Regions from separate parts of the Mus musculus genome. Here all the other regions are linked to region 1. Evidence: chromatin contacts called from public HiCAR-type and HiChIP or PLAC-seq data. All regions are on one chromosome and are shown on one strand. Each heading gives the region's core, a stretch centred on a gene start, on an enhancer-like site or on the middle of the called end of the contact. The rest is flanking DNA. Distances are from core to core; before and after follow the strand shown.

Region 1 (2,962 bases), core at 206-2,705:
TTTAAATTATCTCACAAATCCCAAATTAATTGCTTCTTATTAATGTTATTTTTATCAAAGTCTTTTCATGCGTTTCAAGGAAAGGACATCAGTTAGACTCAGAAAAGCAGAGAAGGTGAGGCAGACAAGCTCGGGGGTAGGAGGCAGGATGGAGGAGGGGCCAAGAGTGGGACTTTAATTTGGCATTTGTTCTTTCTTGGGAAACATAATTATTTCCTTAAGCTGAGTGGTCCTAACTGACCTCAGAGTTCAATCCCACTGTCAGCGGCAGCAACTCTAGAAAAACCTGGCTTTGTAAAAATAACCTTTTGAGGACACCACAGCTAGACTCCACCATCAGGAAGAAGAAGGCCTCTCAAAATTCTGCCTCCGCTATACTGTAACCACCACCACCACCACCACCACCACCACCACCACCTCCCAGACCCCGGAATACTCTGGGCTTTACTCCTTCTCCCAAACAGCTGAGTCCTAACTCTTGGGAATGTCAGGGTTCTCCTTTTCTTCACCGACTGCCCTAACAGAGCCTTCTGGCCTTGATGTGGCTAGAAAATACAGTCTTGATCCAGGTCTGATTTTCTTGAGTAGTCCCAGCACTTGGGTGGTTGAGGCGGGAAGGCAGTTTGAGGCTAGCTTGTGTTACATAGTTAGACCCTGTCTCAAAAAAAAATTTTTTTACAAGCTACAGTGTTGCTTTCGTGGAAGAACAGATCATTTTAAGGCAACACTCATCCACTACTGTTTTGCATATAGAAATAGCCTTCTAAAAATCCAGCCAAAGAGGGAAGTGAGAAAAATCTATTCACACCAAGTAAGGGGTGGGGGGAGTCTTAGCAGATACTGATCATCTATCTGCCAGGTGGCCCAAATTCTGACTTCAGAAGCCAGAGGACCTGTTCTTAACAGCTGAAAGCGGAAATCCCCCCCCATTCCCCCCCCACACTTGCTGCCACTTTTACAAGTTACCTCCCTGGGGTCTCTGATTGCATGGAATGGCCTCACGCTAATTTTCAGTTTTCAATGAGGAAAGGGAAGATAAGATAAACAGAGAGACCAAGAACCCAAGAGAAGAACCTCTTCTTCTGAATGGGTTCTACAACACCCTTCTTGGCCTCAAAAGCCTGGAACCTTCTCTCCCTAAGACATTTAGGAACTCGGGAACTTTTGCATTGCCACCTCAGACGCCACCTCCCCTCCCCCCGCCCCGCACTCACACACAACCATCTCTGGCGCAGGAAGTACCTGCTGTGAATGGCCCCCTGGACCTCCACTGGCTAAGCTAAATCAGCTCATCTGCAGGGTCTTCTGGTAAGCTTGGCGAAAACTCCCCAGTTTAGCAACCAAGCGACTCTGCTCCATCTAGTGGCCGTTGCCCGCCACGCAGACCTCCTTCACCCTCCTGAATAACTAAAGCTGCCTGACTCCCTTGGAAAGAATGTGTCCGGTTCCAGAAGCCCGGGGCTGGTGGAGGCTTCTCCGCTGAGCTCATCCGACCCCGCTGGGAGCAGCCTCCTGCGTGGACCCGAAAAGCGGAGCCTTGCCAGCCCTGGTGAGGGCCGCCCTGCAGGAAAGACCTGGGGAACGAAGAGACTGGACTATCCTAGGTGTGTATGGAGTCATCCACACACCGCAGTGACCTCCCAGTTGGAGAAATATCAAACAGCATTTACTCTGCAAAATTCTGACTCCGTGCCTCGGGCCTGGGACATAAGGGGCTGAAGAAGACACATACAGTCCTTTCTAACAGAGCTTATATTTCAATCGGGTCCTCCATCTAAGACTGCTTACAGACAACCTGATCAGCAATGAACCACGCCATCATGGAAGGCGCACCAGAACGGAATCAGATCCAGATACTGACCCTACTATTTTGCTTTGTGGCTTCTTGAAAGGCACCATGGCCTCATGCACAGACCCACAGGTTGGACTAGACAAGAATAGAAGGCAGGGGACTCTTTGAGCTCCCCTTTTGGGTTCATATTTGAGTGCTGCCCCCTGCTGGTTGTGTGTCGATAGCAAAATCCTCAAGCTTTCTGAGTTTTTCTAGCAGTGAAGATTAGGAAGCCTACTTCATAGGGCTGTCTTGTGGGTTAAGAGTAGTGTGCATGCGCCAACATTTAGCATGTGCTGTTGCTTTTAGATACTAGGTACAGTTTGATTCATAGCCTATTATTGGCACCCCCAAACCTCTTGTCAGTCCCCAAGAGACCCCACTGGCAGCCTGGGCTATGTAGGGCTGGAGCCAGAACCTCTGGATCTCTTCTCTTTGCTCTCACAGTCGTGGCTTTGGGCAGTCCAACTCCCTCCCAACAGCCAGCTCTGTGGGCAGCGGCATGGGCAGACGGAACCCACGACAGTACCAGATCGCATCTCGGAATGTCCCTTCCGCCCGCCTTGGTCTCCTGGGCACCAGTGGATTTGTCAGCTCCAACCAGCGCCACACCGCTGCCAACCCCACCATCATGAAACAAGGAAGACAGGTTTGTTCTGCTCTGGGGAGCAGGGAGGTTGACCAAGCTCAGGGACTGAGGCTTTAAGATGTCTCCAACCCAGACAGTCTCCTGCATGGAAAGATAAGACCCCAGGGGAATCTAAACCAGGAGATAGCTGAGCCTATGCTTGTCAGGTAATCACTGTTTGCGTTGTTTCCCTGGAGACGGAAAAACTCATGTCTGCTGCTTGGGAAAGCTAGTGCTACATTTATCTCTGGGACCCTTGTAGACAGGCATGCAAGGGCTACTTCTGCTTGATCTTTGCCCCCCCCCCAACATACCCCATCACCTTCCAGGTCTGGGTGGGCATTTAATAAGCTTCCTTTGACTTTTTCCTCACAGTCCCGGCTGCAATGGTGAGTCCACAGGATTGTTTGGGAGGCTGTCCCTTGCTGTGAGATTGACAGTGACCTCTCTGCCCCCCTGAGCCCAACCTTGCCTTTCCCTAAATGTTCATTCCCTCAGCCCCC
Region 2 (2,962 bases), core at 171-2,670, 180 kb before region 1:
GGTGGCTACGGTGCCGCCAAGATGTGCCAAATAAGAGCAACCTAAGGGTTCTAGGTTGAACCTTGGATGGGGAAAGCAAGACCACAACAGAATCAGAAGAGCGTGTTGCATTTGAATGTGAACTGCACACTAGGACATGTCCTGGTATCAGTTATCAGCATCCTTGTGTTGGAGCCCCTTGGTCATGTTAGGAAATGACGTCATAGTGGTTGCAGACTGAAGTCTGTATCTCCAGTGTAAAGCGACAAAGACTGAGGATTGATAATTTCCGGAAAGGTAGAGTCAGTTGTACTACAGAGTTAACTTTTGTACAGTTTGAAAGGATTTTTTAAAGGAGAAAACTAAACTGTTGTTACATTAAGCATTTAGCTAGCCTCTCAGAGCTTCTATGGCCAGAGCACTGGGTCTGGGAGGCAGAGCTTGTATGCCTCAGTGTTGTTCTGTGTGATCGCCAGAGAAATGGCAGGACCCTGGCCAACCTTGAACTGCAGATGCACCATGAATATCAGGGTATAATTCTACTCAAACCAAAAGACATTACTCATTGTGCATCTGTGAAGTGAAGTTAGCTGGAATGCCTGTAACTCCATTATTGAATCTGGCAACTCCATCCCTGAATAGCACTGCCCCAAGTCCCTAGGTGTGGGTGGCCCAGAGGTACACGTCTGCAATAAAGGACATACCTGACCTGGTCTGAACACAGGGCCAGGCTGTGTAACTAGGCATGATCACTTTGTCTTCCCTTTGATGGGTCATGGATCTGTGCTTTTTCCACCTCTCTGTAGCTGGAAGAATATTTTAAAGGGAGTCACCCACATCCTGACACTCCTTGGCAATTTTAAGATCTTCTCCCAACACTCTGGAGTAAAATGGATACTGGAATCTATTTTGACAGCTGTTGAAAAGCGAGGCTGTTTTTACAGGAGGTTAAAGAGGGTATTTGTAACACTCACACTTCAAGAAACCTTTTGAAAAGGTGTGCCCCTGTTCAGGCGAGTCTTTTGCAGAATTTAAATGGCTTTGGTTTTCACAGTTATATTACACATCATATCAAATGTAAAGGTTTCAAGGATCCTATAGCTAGCCATGATGCTTTTGATTAATTTCTACCACCAGTATAGCAATAGTATACTGCTATAGTATACTGCTATGGTATACTGCTATGGTATACTGCAGTAGTATAGTATGCCGTTTTCAATAACAGTGCCTTTTCGACTGTATAGTCTCTAAAAATAGCCAGCTTGTTATCAGCAGTCCCACTGAAAGCCCTTCCTCCTTAAAAGTGACCTTTGAGCAGTTTCATTAGGAATGAATATTTATAGCATTTTGTTGTTGAGCTGCTAAGAGAGGCTTGGTTCTAGATACGGTAACAGGTGGCTCCAGTCGGCCTGCTTCCGCCAAAAGCTGATCAGATGAAACGCTGCCTGACTTTACAATTGGACTGCGATTATGTACTAGACTGACATCACTTTTGGCAAGTTGTGTTCCAGTGTTGAGTTCCGGGTCCACAATGTGATGTCATATGCATGTCATGGTGGGAAAGAAAGCTTTTCCAACCATTTGTGACAGCTGAGGGGAAAATACCGGGGTCTTCAGGAGTAGACAGAGGGGCCGACTCTCTTCCGAGCTGTAGGTTTAAGCAACTGTTCTGATTAACCCTTTGAATTGAAATTTCCTTTAATCTCAGATCTCAGACCTGTGGCGTTGAAGGGGGCACTGTTGAGTTAAGCATCTTCAGAACGCTTTACCTGTAGTAGGCGCACAAAGTGGGACATGAGAGACTGAACTGGGCAACCAGTAAGGGCTACTATTTAACTTGGGCATAATTTAATGATTTGGAATAAAAGGTCTTTCCATTATGCTCTCTACCCAATTGCTTGGCCACACAACTACCATGTTTTCTGATTTAGAAAAGAATGTTCTGCTCTAGGTTTACACTAAATATGAATATAGCATAAAGAACTTTAAGTGTTAAATGGATCGAGTGAGTTTTGGCATGTGAGATAGTTCTCTTGTTTCCATGTTTTGTTTTGTTTTTAAATTGAGATTATAATTACATTTCTCCCTTCCCTTTCCTCCCGCTAAACCTGTGGTTCTCAACCTGTGGGTTGAGACTCCTTCACAGGGGTCACCTAAGACTATTGGAAAGCATAGATATTTGTATTATGATTTTAAACTGTAGCAAAATTACAGTCATAAAAGTAGCAATGAAATGATTTTATGGTTGGGGGTCACCACAACACGAGGAACTGATTTAAAGGAAGGTGGAGAACCACTGGTCTAGGCTGGCACCAGATCCCTCCTAACTCTCCTTCAAATCCATGGCCTCTTTCAGAATTGTTACTGTGTGCTTATGTGTTCACAGGAGCTGTTTAAGAGAAGATACACGTATTAGCTACACTGTCTCCTACACGGAGCAGTCTTATCAGTGTTACAAATCAGATCCTAGAGAACTGGGTAGAAAGGTGTTTCATTTTGTTTCGTTTTTAACAACCACATTCTTAGAGGAAGAACTGTATTTCTACTGCAGAAATTTGACAAAAGAGATAACAGCATAGTTCTTCAGGTTGTAAAACATCTTTTCTCTTTCCGTCAAGTCCACAATACTCTGATCATGGGAACATACTGCATAGAATATACATGTATTGTTTAGAGAAGACTAGATCAAAACTATCCTTGACTCTCATACAGGTCTAGTATTTTAACGACTGATGTAAATTCTGTAACTATAACATTTTAAATGACCATGTAGCATTCTGTTTTATGACAGGGCCACTTTCACTAAATCAAAACCCGTAGACTTGGACCTCCAGCTTATTTACCTCTTTATATTTTTAACAATGCTGTAATAAAAAAATCTTTTAAAGCAGTTATTAGTTCAGAATATATATCTATAGGTGCATTTTCTGGGTCATGCAGCCTAATACGTTTGGATTTGGGTTTGCTAGCCAACATATCTTTT
Region 3 (2,962 bases), core at 215-2,714, 160 kb before region 1:
TCATCTGTGTCTATGTACTGGTCCTCGGAGCTGGGAGACGTTGGTGGAGAAGAGGAACAAGTCTGTAGAGTAGAGAAACACTCTCAGGTGACTTTAAAGCAGGGTGACCATCCTGGATCATTCAAGTAGACTTTGTGTGCTCACAGTGACCTTACAAGTGGACAAGGAAGGTGAAAGAAGAACTGTTGTCAGGAAGATCCTAGGTAAGTCAGTCTTTGTTGCCATTGCTGGCTTTGAAGACGAAGCAGAAGGCCACAAGCCAAGGAATAGGAATAGTTTCTAGAGTCTGGGGAAGGCGAGGAAATGAGTTCTCCCTTAGAGCTTCCGGAAGGAGCCAAGCTTGGCTGTCCCTTTGATTTTAGTCCAGTGGGGCTCATTTCAGACATCTGACATCCAAAGCTGTAAGGTGACAACGGAAGGGGTTTGAAGCCTCTCAAATGGGGAGCCATTTGTTTGTGTTTCAGCATAACCACAGAGGGAGACTGTGTCCCTGTTGGCCATTGGTCAGGACCTGTCTGCACTCGGGTGCTTTCAAGGAGGGATCATTCATGGCATCTGGAGAGGAAGATGTACTTTCGTGGTTGACCAGAGAGTTATCAGGGCTCTTCTTTGTCGCACTGTATTTCCCTCTCTGATCCATGCTTATTCTGAGCAGACTCTTCTTAAGTGTTGAGAGACTGATCTGCACTTAGGCAGACTGACAACGAAAGTTGGCAGAATTCAGAATGTCTTGGAGAGGTTGAGCTTATTTGTAGGATTAAAGCCATTAGTCTTTGAAATACAGTCACCCTGTCCTCATGTGGTTTTATTTGTGCTCTGAGGCATCTATTGGCTCTCCAAGAAATGAGAGCCTCTGGTACCCCACCCCTGCTCCCCACACCCCTCTTTTTAAAGACAAAGTCTTGCTATAGAGCCTAGGCTGGCCTTGAACTCAATATATAGCACAGGCTGACACTGAACCTATCATGTAGCCAGGCTGGCCTTGTTCTCTCCACCTTATATCTCCAGCATGGTGAATGCTTACGTTATAGGGGTGTGCCCCTCACCCCCAACCAGGCTATATTCCAATCCTTTGACCTGGTGCTACAGATAGAAAGGGGACTATCTCAGGTGGGAAGGTGATGTGGGCTGGGGCTTCAGGTTTTTAATCCCCAGCCAGCCGGTGAGTTTCTCTGTCTTTTCATCTTTCTCCAGCCTGGTGTGCATCTAGCTACAATGTGACGTGCCCCTCTTCCAAAACTAGATCACTTCCCTTCTGTTTTTGAATAGTTCTTAAACGTTTCCAAAATAAACAAGGGTGTTTATAGCATTTTCTTTTCCAAACAAACTTAAGGCCTGTTTCTCCAAATGGGAAGGAAACTGAAATGCAGCCAAGTCAGCGGGTCCACTTGAGGTGCTGAGAGTCATCACAGCTAAAATGCGTGCTGAGCCTTACCGTTCAGAGAGGGAACAGCCGCCATGGGAAGGCTGGGAAGGCCCTCTGGCCTGAGCTCACACAGTGCCGGGTATAGCCCCAGAAAGGCCTTAGCTCTACCGGAGGATGTCGCAGCCAGCCAAGCCTGGCACCACCGTGGCTGACATCAACTCACTCTTCTCTGTCAGCTCCAGCTCTGAGAGTACTTATTTTGAGGCACATTTCTTTGAACTTTGGTTCCATGCTTATATAGCTAGATTGTTCTCAGAGCTCGATGTTCTTTGTGATAAAATTAATTTCTGAAGCATTCTCTCTTTTTTTTTTAAGCCAAATTGAGCTAAGTTGCTGTTAATAAAGTCTTATGCTATAAACGTCCATTCTGACTTTGTACATCCCCAGACCGTCCCATTGCTGGCGATACCCCAGAGAGCCAATGGTTACACAACGTGCATCTGACATGGCTTTGAATTTGTTCAACTCTAGTGCATTCTTCAGAGCTGAGTGTAGAAAAGAAAAATCTATAAAAAGCACTTGTGGTCAGATGGAAAAAGAAAGTTTGTTTTTTTTTTTTTCTCTCTCTCTCTTCCTCCTTCCCTACTCAAAACTGGAACCAGCGTAAAACAAAAAGCTGTTGAGAGCCATGGTAGCTTTACATCTTTGCTAATGCCTTACCTAGGAACAAAGCTGTAAGCCCAGCATGATGATAATTAGAGTTTACAGCATATTTAATTTCTGCATTAGAAATCATGCTAATCACGGTTGCTCAAGGCTATACAGTGCAGAACAATGGTGGAGAAATGTGCTCTATAAAAGAAAGCCTGGGACTGTAGTTGAACACAGAAACCTTAAAGGGAAAAGAATCTAGAACATTCAAGGCTGGGTTGATGAAGATGCGTGTTAATATCTTCGGTTTTTACTCAGGAGCCCCGGCAGAACAGTGCTGTTCAGATACTCCAGCTGTCCCCCACAGGGGCCTTTGATGCCTCCTGCAGCCCTTAGTCGGGTGAGTAAGCCTCACTAAGCACAGTGGTGGCCTTTGAAAGTGGGCAGCCCCAGTCTCAGGAAACCATTTGACTCACCTGAAGCTAATCCACAGCTTTGGGAAGGCCTTATGGGTGACTCTTCCTCCTGCTCTTTTTATCCCTCTGTCTTTGGCTTGTGAGACTTCGGGATGAACCTGGTGCTGGGGAGATGGCTCATTTGATAAAGACTTTCCCACACAAGCTGAAGCACCAGCATCCAGAACTCCAGCACCTACATAAAAGCTGGGCAACCTGCCTGCAACGCCAGCATTAGCAAAGCAGACAGCGCCTGGGGCGGGCTCTGCTTAGGTAGACAACCCTAATTGGTAACTTCTGGATTTAGAGAGAGATCGTACCTCAGTAGACTCATAGAAGAGGTTGCTTGATGTCAAACTCTGGCCTCCACCCACACACGCACACACAGACAAGTCTCCTCCATTGGTGGATGTACACCTCCACCTTTGCAAGCCCAGAGCTGCACATGCATTTGCTAAGATGGGTTCGGGGAGCAGCAGTGGGGACCACA

The links. HiCAR-type assays count read pairs that join an accessible place to other places. HiChIP or PLAC-seq counts read pairs in DNA pulled down with a chosen protein or histone mark.
Region 2: a contact with region 1 is called in an H3K27ac HiChIP or PLAC-seq map of heart atrium, with 5 times the contacts expected there. The contact joins two enhancer-like sites. A contact is called at or near these places in 2 of 15 datasets of contacts at CTCF or cohesin (the NIH/3T3 cell line and hippocampal excitatory neurons), 13 of 484 Hi-C or Micro-C datasets (the G1E-ER4 cell line, adipose-derived mesenchymal stem cells, bone marrow-derived macrophages and 6 more), 11 of 115 datasets of contacts at active chromatin or transcription factors (craniofacial prominence, embryonic basal ganglia, embryonic forebrain and 8 more) and 4 of 9 other capture datasets (adipose tissue, bone marrow-derived macrophages, liver and 1 more).
Region 3: a HiCAR-type map of fibro-adipogenic progenitors shows a contact between it and region 1, with 4 times the contacts expected there. The contact joins two enhancer-like sites. A contact is called at or near these places in 1 of 15 datasets of contacts at CTCF or cohesin (large pre-B cells), 3 of 484 Hi-C or Micro-C datasets (the HPC-7 cell line, embryonic fibroblasts and nephron progenitors), 6 of 115 datasets of contacts at active chromatin or transcription factors (craniofacial prominence, embryonic forebrain, extraembryonic endoderm stem cells and 3 more) and 2 of 9 other capture datasets (adipose tissue and bone marrow-derived macrophages).

Annotation. Positions count from the first base shown.
Region 1 is chr14:47,085,481-47,088,442 of GRCm38.p6, forward strand. It overlaps Samd4 (sterile alpha motif domain containing 4), which reads left to right. Exons shown (of 13, transcript NM_001037221.2): 10 at 2,279-2,480. Among named protein-coding and RNA genes, the nearest start is that of Gm10371, 29 kb to the right of the region's middle. Within about 2 kb of position 1,456, at least 146 of the 459 cell types and tissues checked have an H3K27ac peak or open chromatin away from gene starts, as enhancers often do. A contact at or near this core is called in adipose tissue, embryonic fibroblasts, fibro-adipogenic progenitors and 1 more, where this site is marked.
Region 2 is chr14:46,901,506-46,904,467 of GRCm38.p6, forward strand. All of the region lies in intron 2 of Samd4 (sterile alpha motif domain containing 4), which reads left to right. Among named protein-coding and RNA genes, the nearest start is that of Samd4, 20 kb to the left of the region's middle. Within about 2 kb of position 1,421, at least 11 of the 459 cell types and tissues checked have an H3K27ac peak or open chromatin away from gene starts, as enhancers often do. A contact at or near this core is called in heart atrium, where this site is marked.
Region 3 is chr14:46,922,712-46,925,673 of GRCm38.p6, forward strand. All of the region lies in intron 2 of Samd4 (sterile alpha motif domain containing 4), which reads left to right. Among named protein-coding and RNA genes, the nearest start is that of Gm52120, 20 kb to the right of the region's middle. Within about 2 kb of position 1,465, at least 69 of the 459 cell types and tissues checked have an H3K27ac peak or open chromatin away from gene starts, as enhancers often do. A contact at or near this core is called in adipose tissue, embryonic fibroblasts and fibro-adipogenic progenitors, where this site is marked.